Regions from separate parts of the Callithrix jacchus genome. Here region 2 is linked to region 1. Evidence: chromatin contacts called from public Hi-C data. All regions are on one chromosome and are shown on one strand. The core of a region is the stretch at or near the end of the contact, and the rest is flanking DNA. Distances in the headings are between cores, read along the strand shown.

The links. A called contact is a pair of places that touch in the nucleus more often than the background predicts.
Region 2: a Hi-C map of skeletal muscle shows a contact between it and region 1, with 2.7 times the contacts expected there. The contact joins two enhancer-like sites. A contact is called at or near these places in 2 of 3 Hi-C or Micro-C datasets (induced pluripotent stem cells and skeletal muscle).

The regions. Positions count from the first base shown.
Region 1 is chr7:104,782,519-104,785,785 of calJac240_pri, forward strand. No RefSeq gene overlaps it. Among named protein-coding and RNA genes, the nearest start is that of SERBP1, 120 kb to the left of the region's middle. Within about 2 kb of position 1,698, at least 3 of the 16 cell types and tissues checked have an H3K27ac peak or open chromatin away from gene starts, as enhancers often do. A contact at or near this core is called in skeletal muscle, where this site is marked.
Region 2 is chr7:104,975,674-104,978,940 of calJac240_pri, forward strand. All of the region lies in intron 2 of GNG12 (G protein subunit gamma 12), which reads right to left. Among named protein-coding and RNA genes, the nearest start is that of GADD45A, 62 kb to the left of the region's middle. Within about 2 kb of position 1,753, at least 7 of the 16 cell types and tissues checked have an H3K27ac peak or open chromatin away from gene starts, as enhancers often do. A contact at or near this core is called in skeletal muscle, where this site is marked.

The sequences.
Region 1 (3,267 bases), core at 448-2,947:
CCATGTGTAGGCACAGCACCGTGCTTCTCTTCTGTTCTGCTTATCACCGTGGCCATCATTTGATCAATGATTTGCTTGCTACTGGTTTCCTCTACGAGTGTCTAAACTCCAGGATGTTTGGAACAGTCTCTTCTTGTTCAGTGATGCCTTTCCAGTACCTGGCACAATGCCTGGCATTTAGCCTTACATCTATTTAGTGTTGAAAAGGCATTTAGTGTTCAGTATGCATTTGTTAAGTGGATAAAACATATTCTAAATCTAGATCTTTCTGATATAGTAGAGCAAATGGGTAAGTTTTGTTGGTGTCATTTGAGTTTTGAGTGACTTTAGCTTTGCTCATTGTTTGTCCATTGATCAGTATTTTCCTGCCTAAAATAGCATGGGGAGCTAAGGTCATTGAACTATCTTGCAAGGTAAAACAAACATATCTCTGCAGTAAAAATATATGTATATATAAACTCCCTTTCTCTATCACTCTCCACACACACACACACAGACACACACAGACATACACACTCTAAAACTCTTAAGAGTTTTAGTCATTCTAAAACTCTTAAGAAAGACATATAGAAGGCAATTCTGGCCAGGATATTTGATGGGTGGGGTGATGTTATAGTATGTACTAGGAGCATTTGCTCTAGCCTGGTAATGCACTAGGTACTGGAAATCAAAGTTGAATAAGATTTTGATCCTGCCCAGAAGGAGTTTACCAAACAGCACAATAGCTTATATTTTCATGGAAAGACACAATGGGAGGATTGGAGATTTTCACAGAAGTAAGAACACTTGGCAGGGCATGGTAGCTCACACCTGTAATCCCAGCATTTTGGGAGGCTGAGATAGGCAGATCATGAGGTCAGGAGTTCAAGACCAGCTTGGCCAATATGGCAAAACCCCATCTCTACTAAAAATACAAAAATTAGTCGGGCATGGTGGTGTACACCTGTAGTCCCAGCTACTCAGGAGGCTGAGGTGAGAGGATTGCTTGGGTCCAGGAGTTCGAGGGTTCAGTGAGCCATGATTGAACCACTGCACTCCAGTATCCTGGATGAGATGATCCCTTTCCTCACAGCCTTACAGTCTAGTAGAGAAGAGATACCTTACACAAATAAAGGCAGATTCACCATAGTAATTATGATTACATAGGGGATTGGTATGGTTTGGCTGTGTCCCCATCCAAATCGCAACTTGAATTGTATCTCTCAGAATTCCCACATGTTGTGTGAGAGACCCAGGGGGAGGTAATTGAATCATGGACTGTCTAGGCAGAGGGGATCACATATGATAGGAAGGAGTTTGATGTGTTGGAGCAACTGAAAGGCCAGGCCAGCGTGGCTGGAGGCTAATGTAACACAATTTTGATATAGGAAAGAGCTTTGTTTTGTGGACTCCTTCCTTTCTTTGCCTGAACCTATCACCCTAGCTGCGGCCTATTGGATGCTAAGAGCACGTGCTCTCCTGAGTGTGTGTGTGTGCATGTTCTCTCTCTCTCTGGCTTTTTCTCTGCTCACATGCTGCTTTCATCACATCCACACTGGCCTCTTTGCTCCTTCAAAACCAGTCTATTCTGTGGGTCCCCGTGGACTTTTTTAATGAATCCCCAAAATGAATGGCAATGCATGCGCCTCCTGGGATCACCTGGCTCCTGAGGACCTTTGATGCAACTACTTGGTTGCAGGTGTGTGGAAGGATTAAGCAGAGAGGAAACAGCAGAGGCTGCAGCCCAGACAAGTGGAAAAAGGAGAGCCCTTGCTTAAATGCCACGCCAAAGGGGGTGAGGCACAGAAGCCAGGTCCTGGCATGAGAGAGATGGACCAGCACCAGGAAACAGGTCAAACCAGAGGCCTAATTATTGGCATGCTGGAAGGCAGAGGCAGCCAGAAGATGGCTGATCTGTCGCCAGGGTGCTTTACAGTCCTACCCTGTCTCCACTTAGGAACTGCAGCCCAAGGCACAGGGTCTGCACATGTGAGGAATGCAGAGAATGGCAAACACAGGGGAGGTCATGGTGTGGGGAGGAAGCGGGGGGGATGGTGGCAGGCGCCCAGGAGAAGGAGAGATTTCTGGAGCCAGGAACCACACCTGTTTACATCTTTCAACGCTTTATCACCTTTGCAATTTAAGCAGTTTCATTTCCACTGAGATTAAAAGTAAGTTTGAGTAATTAGATAAATTGTGCCTAATTTACTATTCCCTAAGGAAGTGTGAGAGAATAACCCTGAACATCACCCCACCCATCAAATATCCTGGCCAGAATTGCCTTCTATATGTCTTTCTTAAGAGTTTTGGAATGTGTGTGTGTGTGTGTGTGTGTGTGTGTGTGTGTGTGTGTGTGTGTGTAGAGTGATAGAGAGAGGGAGTTTATATATACATATATTTTTACTGCAGAGATATTTTTATGTTTTACCTTGCAAGCATAGTTCAATGACCTTTGCTCCCCATGCTATTTTAGGCAGGAAAATACCTCCTTCCTATGTGTAGCAGAGGCAAGGGGTGGGACGTTTGTTTACTTTGTGTGGGTCCATCCTTCTGCCAGGAGCTCTCCCTGCCTTTCCAGGCTCCCTCTCCCCTCCGGAACTTGGTAACTCCTATTTATCCTTCAACTTTCAGCCTAAATACCATGTCCTCCAGGAAGCCTTCTGACTTCCTGGGTTCTTCCTTGGGTGCCCACTTTGGCCTGGTGTCTGTAGTTGCCATTCTCTCAACACAGCGTTCACTGCACTGCTCTAACCACTACTTGCGGTCTCTCTCTTCTACCTGCGTATTTCAGATTGACCTGTAACCCGTTGATGAGCTGTGAAATCAAATGTCATGACCAGTACTTCTGGTTTTGTATTATTTATTTTGGACTCTTTCTCTATGTCGTATTTGAATATGAATAGAATCGTGTTTGCTATTTCACTTTATGTTTTTACTTAGTCATATATGAGTGAGCATTGTCTCATGAAACTGTGTGTGTGTGTCTGTATGTGTGTGCAGTGGTGAAGAAGACAGACATAAGTCCAGATGTTTTCAAGGATATGGTTTGAGGCAGTGTTTTTCTTCGAATTTTTGAGCTGTGAACTACAATAAGAAAAACTTTTTTTTCTTTTTTGAGACAGACTCTCACTCTGTTGCCCAGGCTGGAGTGCGCTGGCATGATCTCAGCTCACTGCACCTCTGCCTCCTGGGTTCAAGCAATTCTTGTGCCTCAGCCCCCTGAGTAGCTGGGAATACGGCATGGACCACTGCACCTGGCTAATTTTGTTTTTTTGTTTTGTTTCGTTT
Region 2 (3,267 bases), core at 503-3,002, 190 kb after region 1:
GCCTGGTCTCGAACTCCTGACCTCATGATCTGCCCTCCTCAACTTCCCAAAGTGTTGGGATTATAGGCGTGAGGCATGGCGCCTGGCCCATAAGGAATCTTTTGAGTGTTCGGTGGCCCAAGACTGTATCATCTTTGGAATAAAAGTTTCAAAGCCTCCCTCATCAGGCAGCAATTACAACCAGAATGTATTTTCAGAAAGGTGTGCTATTACAGTATATTGATTAATAAAGATTAATTTCCACATGAAATTGGGCTATTTTAAAAAAGTTTTCACCTAATGAGAGTGAGGTGGGTGAGGAGTGTTATAAATAGAAGCAAGTATTCATGCTATCTGCTTCTGGACAGAAAGACTGAAGTACCTTAAATGTTAGGTTTTACATGTGAACTTTAGCAACACAATTTTTAGCTAATCTCTACAAACTATAAAGATTTGGACTTGTGTGTGTGGGTAGCATCATGTGTGGACCAAGAAAGTTACCATCTCTTCTCCTCTCCCCGGAACAAACACCCACAAACTGATGGGATGCTCTGAAGGTTAAACTGGATCTTTTAATTGTCCAGGAATGTATGCTATGCAAACAATGTTGGCTCCCTGTGCCAAGGCAGAGCTATTGTGGGACTTGAGGCTGCTGGCTATGAGGAAAAGGATGGTGGGGCATAGTTCTATTCACTGGGGCAAAGTGGGAACCCGAAAGAGGGTGGCTGAAATGTTTTATTATCCTAATCTTCAGAGGACAAATAATTACAGAACATTCTATATCAGAACAAGAGACTGTTAGTCTGCATGAGGGGGCAGGGAGAGAGAGGCAGAGGACAGAGATAAAAAAACTTCCCTTTTTCAGGGGTGGGGAAAGGAGAGAACCTCAAGAGTGGACTACCATTCAATTTGAAAGGAGTTTTCTGTTTGTAACATGTTTCCTTTGAAGAGTGGAAGTTCTGAGCATTTAGGAGTTTGGTTATAGATCAAGAAAGAAATTCCTGACTTTCCAGAGGCTGGTGGCTACCAATCAAAGGTCAATCAGAATGAAAGTCAGAGTAGCCCTGAGACCATACTATAGGCTACTGGGAAGATATAACATGCTTTATAAAAAAATAAAAATAAAAATCTCTTCCATGCATTTTTTTTTTCTCTTCAGTGAAACATAAGGGATGTGAGAAAGGCACGGAAAGCAGAACTCAGGGGCTTGAGGGACAAGAAGAGAGGGTGGAGGAACAAGTGTGGTGTCTCTTGGGATAGCAGCTGTTTTATTTGCACCCTTGAAGAGTTCCTGAAATAATTAACATGCACTGCCATTCTTGTTTTTCCAGTGGTGATTTCATCCAGTCCGTACAGAAACTCAGAATTAAATGTCATGGTTTTGTGTTTTGAAAAGCAAAACTCTCCCCAAAACAAGGGAGTTTTGAATGCTGCTGAGAGCATGTGAGATCTGAAAACTGCAGAGCGCTAATCATTAACACGCTACTTTTGGAGGCAAGACTACCTCTTTCTTTGCTATCACATTTCCTTCTATTTGATCCTGCCCTGTCCTGGTTTACTTTCTGTTTCTCCCACTCATTACCACGCATTCTTCCGTAACACATGTGAAGTCCAGAATAGCCTCTCCCTTTCTGTTGGCCAACTCAACACTTCCCTTACAAGCTCTACTTTAAAAAAAAATTCATCTCTGACTTACTTTCCAAGGCCTTTCCCTCTTCCCACTCCTCTGGGGGAAAAACAAAACCCTCCATTCCTGCCTGAATAATGTAGGAGAATAAAGCAGAAGTAAAGTCTGCAGACACTACTTACAGTAACTGCAAATAAAAATGTGTCTAAGGAGAAGAGTCTGCTAATTTAGTTTGGAGGCAGACAGATTTGGGTTTACATCCCTGCCTTTGTCATTTGCTCGTGGTGGGACTATGGACAGGTTGCTTAACCTTCCCCTAAACCTCAGTTTTTTTTCACCTGCAAAATGGATCTTTACATTAGGGTAATATTTATTTTAAGATCATAGTATTAGGAGTTTTAATAATAAAAAAAGTCCTTCCACGGCTGTACAGGGAATTAAATGAGATGAAGCATATGGAGTGCCTGGAACACAGTAAGCACTCAGTAACTGTAACTGTTTGCTGCTACTGATGATGATGTAAATTGTTTGAAGAGAAATGTCATCCTTTCCCCCACTGCATATATAGTAACAAGGATTCAGTGCTTCTCAAAGCTAAAAGACAGTACCAGGAGGAAGGGTCTGGGTACAATTATTTGCTGATTGCAGCCCCTAGGAAGCACGTCTCAGAGGCAGCCTGCACAACAGAGCAAAGGGCTTATTTTAGGAGCCTCCAATCAGGACAGACTGGTTGATCCAGATGCCTCACTGGCAAAGCAACCTCAGCCACACGCCCCTCTCCACAGGCTACTGGCATTCCCAGTGGGATGCACCACAGCCCGACTCCAGGAATTTTACCCACAACTTGTTCCCCTCTCCCAATCTCCCTTCTCCCTTTTGGAGACCTCAAGGCTTGAGAGACACGAAAAGCAACAGCTCTGCCTGACAAATAAGGTAAGGGCTCTGCCTCTCGGGTCCTGAGTCACTGGTTAGGAACTGTCCCATCTGCAGACTCTCCCAGAAAATTACACAAAAACACAAAGTCGGGCTCCAAAGCTTGGGCACCCTCAGAAAGACTGATTCACCAGGGCGTGCTTCAGAACTGAAACTCTGGGGACAGAAGGTACCCACTGCCCAGCCTGCCAAGAACCTACCTTCCTTTAAACAACAAAAATGAAGCAGAAAGAGAAAAAAGCCTGAACCTTTCCTAATAAGGTAATACTACATGCCATTTGTAGTTTCAAATTGCTTGGCACGCCAGGATCATATGACATTCACTGCAGCTACGGCTTCATGCCTGTGTGAAGCTCTCCAGGAAAAATGAGTCTTTGGTGTGCCTCTGGGGATTACAACTGAATAGGGAACATGCTCTGCCAGTGGAACCTCACATTTTCCCGATTCACCACACTTGCCTCACGTCCCTCTTTTACGCTGCTGCCGGCAGGCCTCTCGCTCTGTGGACTCGGGCATTGTAAAAGTTCTCAGGTTGCTTTGTATGCAGGTTTTCTCTCTCCAACGAGGTACACGCTTCTTGAGGGCAGAAACACTCCTTTATTTCTTTTGTTTCACTCTTGCTATGCTTATCACAGTGTAATCCACCCAGCAGTTACTCAATAAATGCTTGATGACAGACTAGTGCTGAGAATTTTACAGATCAGTAGGTGATCACTTTAGATCACTGG